2 separate regions of the Macaca mulatta genome follow, and region 1 is linked to region 2. Evidence: chromatin contacts called from public Hi-C data. All regions are on one chromosome and are shown on one strand. Each heading gives the region's core, a stretch centred on a gene start, on an enhancer-like site or on the middle of the called end of the contact. The rest is flanking DNA. Distances are from core to core; before and after follow the strand shown. Region 1 overlaps ABL1 (ABL proto-oncogene 1, non-receptor tyrosine kinase). Region 2 overlaps ABL1 (ABL proto-oncogene 1, non-receptor tyrosine kinase).

Region 1 (3,591 bases), core at 121-2,620, 73 kb after region 2:
AAAATGAAATAAAATAGAAAATATCAGCCAGGTACAGTGGCTCACACCTGTAATCCCAGCACTTTTGGAAGGCCAAGGCGGGCGGATCACTTGAGGTCAGGCGTTTGAGACCAGCCTGACCAACATAGCAAAACCCCGTCTCTACTAAAAATACAAGAAAATTAGCCAGGCATGGTGGCACATGCCTGTAGTCCCAGCTACTTGGGAGGCTGAGACAGAAGAACTGCTTGAACCTGGAAGGTGGAGGTCGAAGTAAGCTGAGATCGCGCCACTGCACTCCAGCCTGGGCGACAGGGTAAGACTCTGTCTCAAAAAAAAAAAAAAAAAGAAAGAAAGAAAAAGAAAATATCACTGTGCTCCACAATAAGGAAAAGCACTAATCCATAGGCCTTCTTCAGCTGTATATGTACATATATGCATACACGTGAATGTGATGTGTATACGTATATGTATGTGTGCATATGTGAATGCTAAGTCATAACTGAATATGTATTCCTTACACAGGTCACAATGCTTGAAAGTCACTGCATTATTCTATATTACCTCCTCTTCTTTCATTTCCTGCCCAGAAGCCTCACTGTTTAGGAGACTAAATGGGAAAAAAGCAATACAGATTTAGATGGTTAAGGGGAAAATTCCATTGGGAATTATCTAATCTCAAAATAAGCCAAAATAATATACTTTCAGTACACACTAATAGATAATAATGCAGCTGGCAAATCTGCTAATATGAAAGACATATTTTCAAATAGGAATTTGGATAATCCCCTTGGTGTTTGTTACAGTAAGATGTTATCTGGAATTCTATGAAAAGATTATCAATTTAAAAGTCAAGCTGAAACTGCATATATAAATATGGTCAATGGTTAAAATTAGAGGAAGATTCTTCTCTGGCAATTCTTCTCCACTGAAAATCCAAACGCATGTCACCATGACAGAGGATCAAGAATGTTCAAAGAAAACTACCGTGACATTGCCGGAGGAGTCCAAAAGCAGCTACGAGTGCTTGTCTGTCTGAGGGTGGAGATGGGGACGCAGGCGGGCAAGTGAGAGGTAGAGAATTACTGTACCAGTGCCCTCCCAAAGCAGTCACCCTACTGTGTATCCTGTTTCAAAAGGCTAAATGGGAAAAGCAAAGAAAAAAATCATTCTACATGTGTTTAAGGTACGCTACTCAAGGAGGGTTTTCTGTGAATTAATCTTACCATTACCAAATGAAGTAATAGGAAGAACGCGCTATGTCTTTAAATCCATGGCTATTTTTCATTCCAAGTTTCTGTTTAGGGCCATTACTGCTCTCTTGGGACTGCGTTGACTCACTGCATCTTCAGAATGACGCAAGTGAGGTTCTCTGCACAACTTCAAAACAGGCTGAATACATCCAGCAAAGGCTGGCTTCAGAGCCAACAGACCAATCAGGCACCCATTTGCAGAGTCGCTAGGACCAGGCAGGAGGTGGGAATACTCTCCTCATTTTCAATTTCATTAGGGTCTGATCACCTTCTTCAACGGGCAAAACAATTTGACCATCTTAAAGCAATCTTTTCTTAATTTGCCTGTTCTCTTTAGGACCACATTTCCACCTTCATTGCCCACTCAGAGTCCAATCTACTTTCTTGGACTTACTTGGTCATATGGTAAGAAAAGAATGGAAACAAGAATTCCAGCCCAAATGTCTCCAGTGCTGAGTATCCCACATATCTGGAGCTCCCTCCTCTCAACTTCTTTTTATCTAAATAAAAGAAAACTCCTCCTTCCTGGCATCAGCCAGGCAGAGGAGAGAGGGAGATGAGGGAAGAGGGAGGAGAAAGGGGACAACTCGCCTAGAAATGGCATGTATGAGTACAGATACAAGGTGAGCACTATCCAAAAACGAAAGTTGCAAGAGTTTTCATCTGGAGACTGGTCAGATCCAGGGAGCTCCAAGATCAGCCCCAGTATCACAAACGTAAAAGTGGCTACATTTGCATGGCCTGGATCCAGATAACTTCAGCATCACCTGGTTCACCGTATGGCTTCCTTCCTAAAACAGCCAAAAACCAAAGGAAAATGTGTTTGCTTTTTTTGAAGTGGTTCACATTTAGGGCTGTTCAATTTCTTTCTTTCTTTCTTTTTTTTTTTTTTTTTTGGAGACAGAGTCTCACTCTGTTGCCCAGGCTGGAGTGCAGTGGTTCTCACTGCAACCTCCACTGCCTGGGTTCAAATGATTCTCCTGCCTCAGCCTCCAGAGTAACTGGGATTACAGGCGCCCGCCACAGCGCCCGGCGTATTTTTTTTTTGTAGTTTTTAGAGACGGTGTTTCACCATCTTGGCCAGGCTGGTCTTGAATTAACCTCGTGATCCACCCACCTCAGCCTCCCAAAGTGCTGGGATTACAGGCGTGAGCCACCGTGCCCGGCCTAGCGCTGCTCACTTTCACACAGTGTTCTTTTTAAGAACATCCAAATTATAAAAGGCATCCATGGTTCCTGAAGGCAGAGTGGCTCTAATTAATACAATGGCAGAGCAGCTGTAACTAATTAAACCTCTAGTAATCAAGCTAGCTGTCAGATTTGCCCGCAGTATCCCTCAAAATCAGATGCAACTTACCATATTTCTGTCTTATCCTTACCAAGATAATAGCTACCTAAAAGCATCAAGAGTATGACATTTGTTTTAAACCTAAAGTAACCCCCAACATAACACATTACTTATATGGCATATATGTTTGCTGTGTGTGCATTTCTGGAGCAGCCTTGTTTGTTTAGTCAAGGCATTTCACCATCAGACATACCACTGCCAATCCATTTCCCTCTAGAAATTTATAACCGCCCCCTCCCCAAGCATAAAGGGCTAAATGTATAGAGGGCTAAACAGTAGGAGGTCTTTAGCATTGAGGAATAAAGACTTTAATATATCTCAAGCCTTTACAGACTTTGTTTCAGAGGTGAAATGTACTGCGTTATGCCATAAATCAGCAAGCTCTAATGTCAAGCAAAAAAATGGTGGAGGGCAGCACAGAGGCAAGAAGGATGGAATTTTTATAGTAAACAACCTTGCCATCGTGAACGATGACTGTTATTAAACTGTGCTGCTGCTTTTCCAGCATCTCTTTCTTTCTCCCTCTGTGGATCTTCGTTGCCATAACTACCATTCGAATCATCTTAACAAACGGCACACACATCTCCGGTGCAGTCACTACCACTCTGTGACTCCAGCCTGGCTTTCACTTACCTGGCAGCGGCTTAGGCCAAAGGCTGTGATCACCTCACAGCTGCAGGACTCTTCTGTGAACAAGTAATTAGAAACTGATTCTAAGACGACACTTTTTAAAAGCCATAGTTCTTACCAGTATCTGATAATATTTAAATCTCACTTATCCTAATTCTCAATTAACTAGAAAGTTTTTCTTCCCTATTTGCCACAAACGTTTTTGCTTTCAAGGAGAAAATGAAAAAATTACAAAATACAAGAGACTTTTAAACAATTCTAAACAAGTTAAAACTAAATCTCTAGGGGTTAAAGTATATTTGGTTGAATGGTCTATGTTTTTCCTACCTGTAGGAATCCATAATATCACAGGAATTAAATGATGCTCTGGGGCTCCCGGTC
Region 2 (3,313 bases), core at 223-2,722:
ATTTTAATAGCCACTCAAAATATTTTTGGAAAAAATATTCAAGTTTGAGTATTCACAATAATATATTAAGTGTTTATATTACAGTTCAGTATATAGGCAAGGTCCCAATTATGAAAAAATTGAAAGAAGACTAGGAGGAATTTCAAACTGTGAACAGTAGTTAACTCAGGGTGGTGGGATTTTAAGTGCTTTAAATTTTCTTTTTTCTTTTTTTTTTTTTTTTTCTTGAGATGGAGTCTCGGTCTTGTCACTCAGGCTAGAGTGCAATGGCGCGATCTCTGCTCACTGCAACCTCCGCCTTCCGGGTTCAAGCAATTCTCCTGCCTCAGCCTCCTGATTAGCTGGGATTACAGGTGCCCGCCACCACACTTGGCTACTTTTTTTGTATTTTTAGTAGAGATGGGGTTTCACCATGTTGGCCAGGCCGGTCTTGAACTTCTGACCTCAAGTGATAAGCCCGCCTCAGCCTCCCAAAGTGCTGGGATTATAGGCGTGAGCCACCGCGCCTAGCCTTAAATTTTCTTTATACTTTTCTATATTATGGTATATTTCTCACAATAAATGTGGATTGTTTTTATTACCAGAAAACAATGATATAGAAAAACTTTAATAGAAGCCAACTAAAGTTTGTTTTTTTGTGTTTGTTTTTTTTTTGAGTTGGAGTCTCACTCCATCGCCAAGGCTGGAGTGCAGTGGTGCGATCTCAGCTTACTGTAACCTCCGGCTCCCAGGTTCACACGATACTCCTGCCTCAGGCTCCTGAGTAGCTGGGATTACAGACGTGAGTCACTGCGCCTGGCTAATTTTTTGTTTTTGTTTTTGTTTTGCATTTTTAGTAGAGACAGGGTTTTGCCATGTTGGTCAGGCTGGTCTTAAACTCCTGGCCTCAAGTGATGTACCCACCTCAGCCTCCCAAAGCGCTGGGATTACCGGCGTGAGCCACCGTGTCTGGCCCTAAACTTATATAATTGATAATTTAACATGAAAAAGCATGCTGGGGAGGGAGGCCTCCCTCAGGCTGTCCTGAAAAGGCACTTGTGTGCCTCCCTCTGGTGCGTCAACCTCATGGCCATGAGCATACAACTTTGGCAGACCAGGCCCACACAGGAAATTAAACCAAAGTCATGAATACAGAAATGCTTTTCTTCTCAAATGCCATTTGACCTCTTCTATCAAACATTCTGACACATCTGGATTTGATCAAAGTTACATAATCGGGGAAGTGGCCTGGAAAACACCTGGAATAAGCAGAATGCAGCTCCCCACCCAGAGGTGGCCATCCACTTGAAGTGTGGGTTAAAGTGGGACGGTCCCAAACATGTCGACAGATGCTGGGAATGTTATGCAAGAGGATGAGGCCTTTGTTAGGAAGGAAAGGGCCTCCCACTGCTTTTTGATTCAACAGGACGTCAGGCGATCCAAGGCAGTCTCTCAACTTTCCTCTCCAGTTCTTGCTCTATTCCATAAATTAATGGCCAAAGCCCAAAGGGAAGTATTGCTCATGCTTGCCTCTGGACCGAGACACTGAAGCGTAGCCACAGTCCAACACCAAAATCTTCCAGTCAATTCCCAATCCAGGCTGATGTCAAAATTGACTCACAATGTATAAATGCCAAGTTACTTGCTTCATTTCATAGTGAACTATGCTCGTCAACCTTAAAAATGATCACAGCTTACAAGGCCAAAGTTGCAGAAAGTACTTAAATCTTTCTTGCTTAAGACATGAACTTTCCACCGGTCCCTCTGTTAGGAAATGAGATCCCCTAAAGAAGCCCGAAGGCTTCATTCAAAAAAAAGATGCCCCAAATAGTTCCCTTCTTCTGTTCTTCCAGAAGATCTTTTGGCTATTGTCTTGGGAAATAAATTTTAGCATCTGCTATTATTCTTACTTTTTTTAGTGAACATTTTCTGCAGCCTCCTTTCTGAGTCATACTTTAAATAGGTTTAAGATCTGGATCTTCAAAAGTGCCTCTCACTCCACTTAAAACCGTATTGTTATTTTGTCATAATGTTAACAAAAAGGTTTCCACTCACCAACTAAACTCAGAAAAAGTCACTAATTAGCTAGCCGAGCACCAAGAACAGTGACATCTAAAAAATGCCTCAAACCTCTAAAAAGCTCTGGCTCTGGCTATGAGAGTATAAAATTATTTGGAAATTTTGTAAGAACCAGGCCACTGAATTCACTGGAACTGTGCATGATTAACTTGTTTAGACAGTATTCTAAGAAAATGGTTTGGGTCTTTAAAGTAGAATTAAACGATCGTCTTATATAAAAATAATCCTTTCTCAAAGCTATGAGTCACTGATAAAAAATGTTGACAGAAGATTCTCGGACATGGCCTATCTGGCCTAGACTCCAGGGGCTGCTGGTGCTACGCCGGACACTGGCCAACAGTCAGGGAAGGGAAATGCCCATGAACCCCAGCACCGGCTACTTCACAGCCCAAGGGGGGACTTGACCTCCAGGAAAAACATCCCCAGGAAGCTTCCCACCTTCCTGCTGGCACTTGTGCCCAACCTCATAGTTCCTACTAGAGTGCAAGGCAGCCAGCTATGGAGCATTCATTACTGTTCACACTGTGGGCTCTCCGGAAGGTTCTTGGAGACAGTTCAGTGTTGGGGGGACAGGAGATGGAGCATGTCAGACGTGACAAACGTTCCCTTTAATTTTGCTCACATTCAATTATTTAAACTTGTGCTGCTTTATTCATATTTCCTTTGTGGGTCCTTCACTATTATCCTCCAGTTCAAGGAATCTCTGTAATTTAAAAATCTATAAAACAGATCCTTCTAAAAAGAGGCTTCGTGTTTTATTTCATACTCTGTTCCAACGGATGAGATCATGCTCAGACTATTCTCAAGTTATTTTATAACAGTCTCACACAACTTTTCAAAATATGAGCTTAGAGGAAAAGTATTATTTCCCACATTTTGAGCTTGATGAAAGTCATTTTATCTATTTCTACATGGTCCTTTATTTTGTAAATTTACACCTTCACCCAGAGAAGTTAAAATTATTAAAACACACACACACACACACACACACACACACACACACACACACACACACAGAGACATACGTTTAACTGAACACAGCCTTTGTGTTATCTTCAGACCCCAAAACACTGTGTCAGCTGCTAGGGTGCAGGGAGAGGCAGGGCAGTGGCAGAAAGATGTAAAGAACCAGCAGTAGCGCCTGCTCCTCGTGGGAGAAACACAGCTCCTGAAAACTTACAGACTCAACAGCAAAAGTCTAATGGAAGGCCAGCGCTGTCCTGTGGATGAATTTTTTTTTTTTTTTAAATGGAGT

Evidence for each region. Hi-C and Micro-C count contacts between places; a contact is called where the count stands out from the background.
Region 1: a contact with region 2 is called in a Hi-C map of fibroblasts, with 2.3 times the contacts expected there. The contact joins two enhancer-like sites. A contact is called at or near these places in 6 of 14 Hi-C or Micro-C datasets (blood, cortical neurons, fetal cortex germinal zone and 3 more).

What each region holds. Positions count from the first base shown.
Region 1 is chr15:16,800,866-16,804,456 of T2T-MMU8v2.0, forward strand. All of the region lies in intron 1 of ABL1 (ABL proto-oncogene 1, non-receptor tyrosine kinase), which reads right to left. Among named protein-coding and RNA genes, the nearest start is that of ABL1, 70 kb to the right of the region's middle. Within about 2 kb of position 1,371, at least 7 of the 40 cell types and tissues checked have an H3K27ac peak or open chromatin away from gene starts, as enhancers often do.
Region 2 is chr15:16,727,564-16,730,876 of T2T-MMU8v2.0, forward strand. The region is part of intron 1 of ABL1 (ABL proto-oncogene 1, non-receptor tyrosine kinase); the gene reads right to left. Among named protein-coding and RNA genes, the nearest start is that of QRFP, 51 kb to the left of the region's middle. Within about 2 kb of position 1,473, at least 7 of the 40 cell types and tissues checked have an H3K27ac peak or open chromatin away from gene starts, as enhancers often do.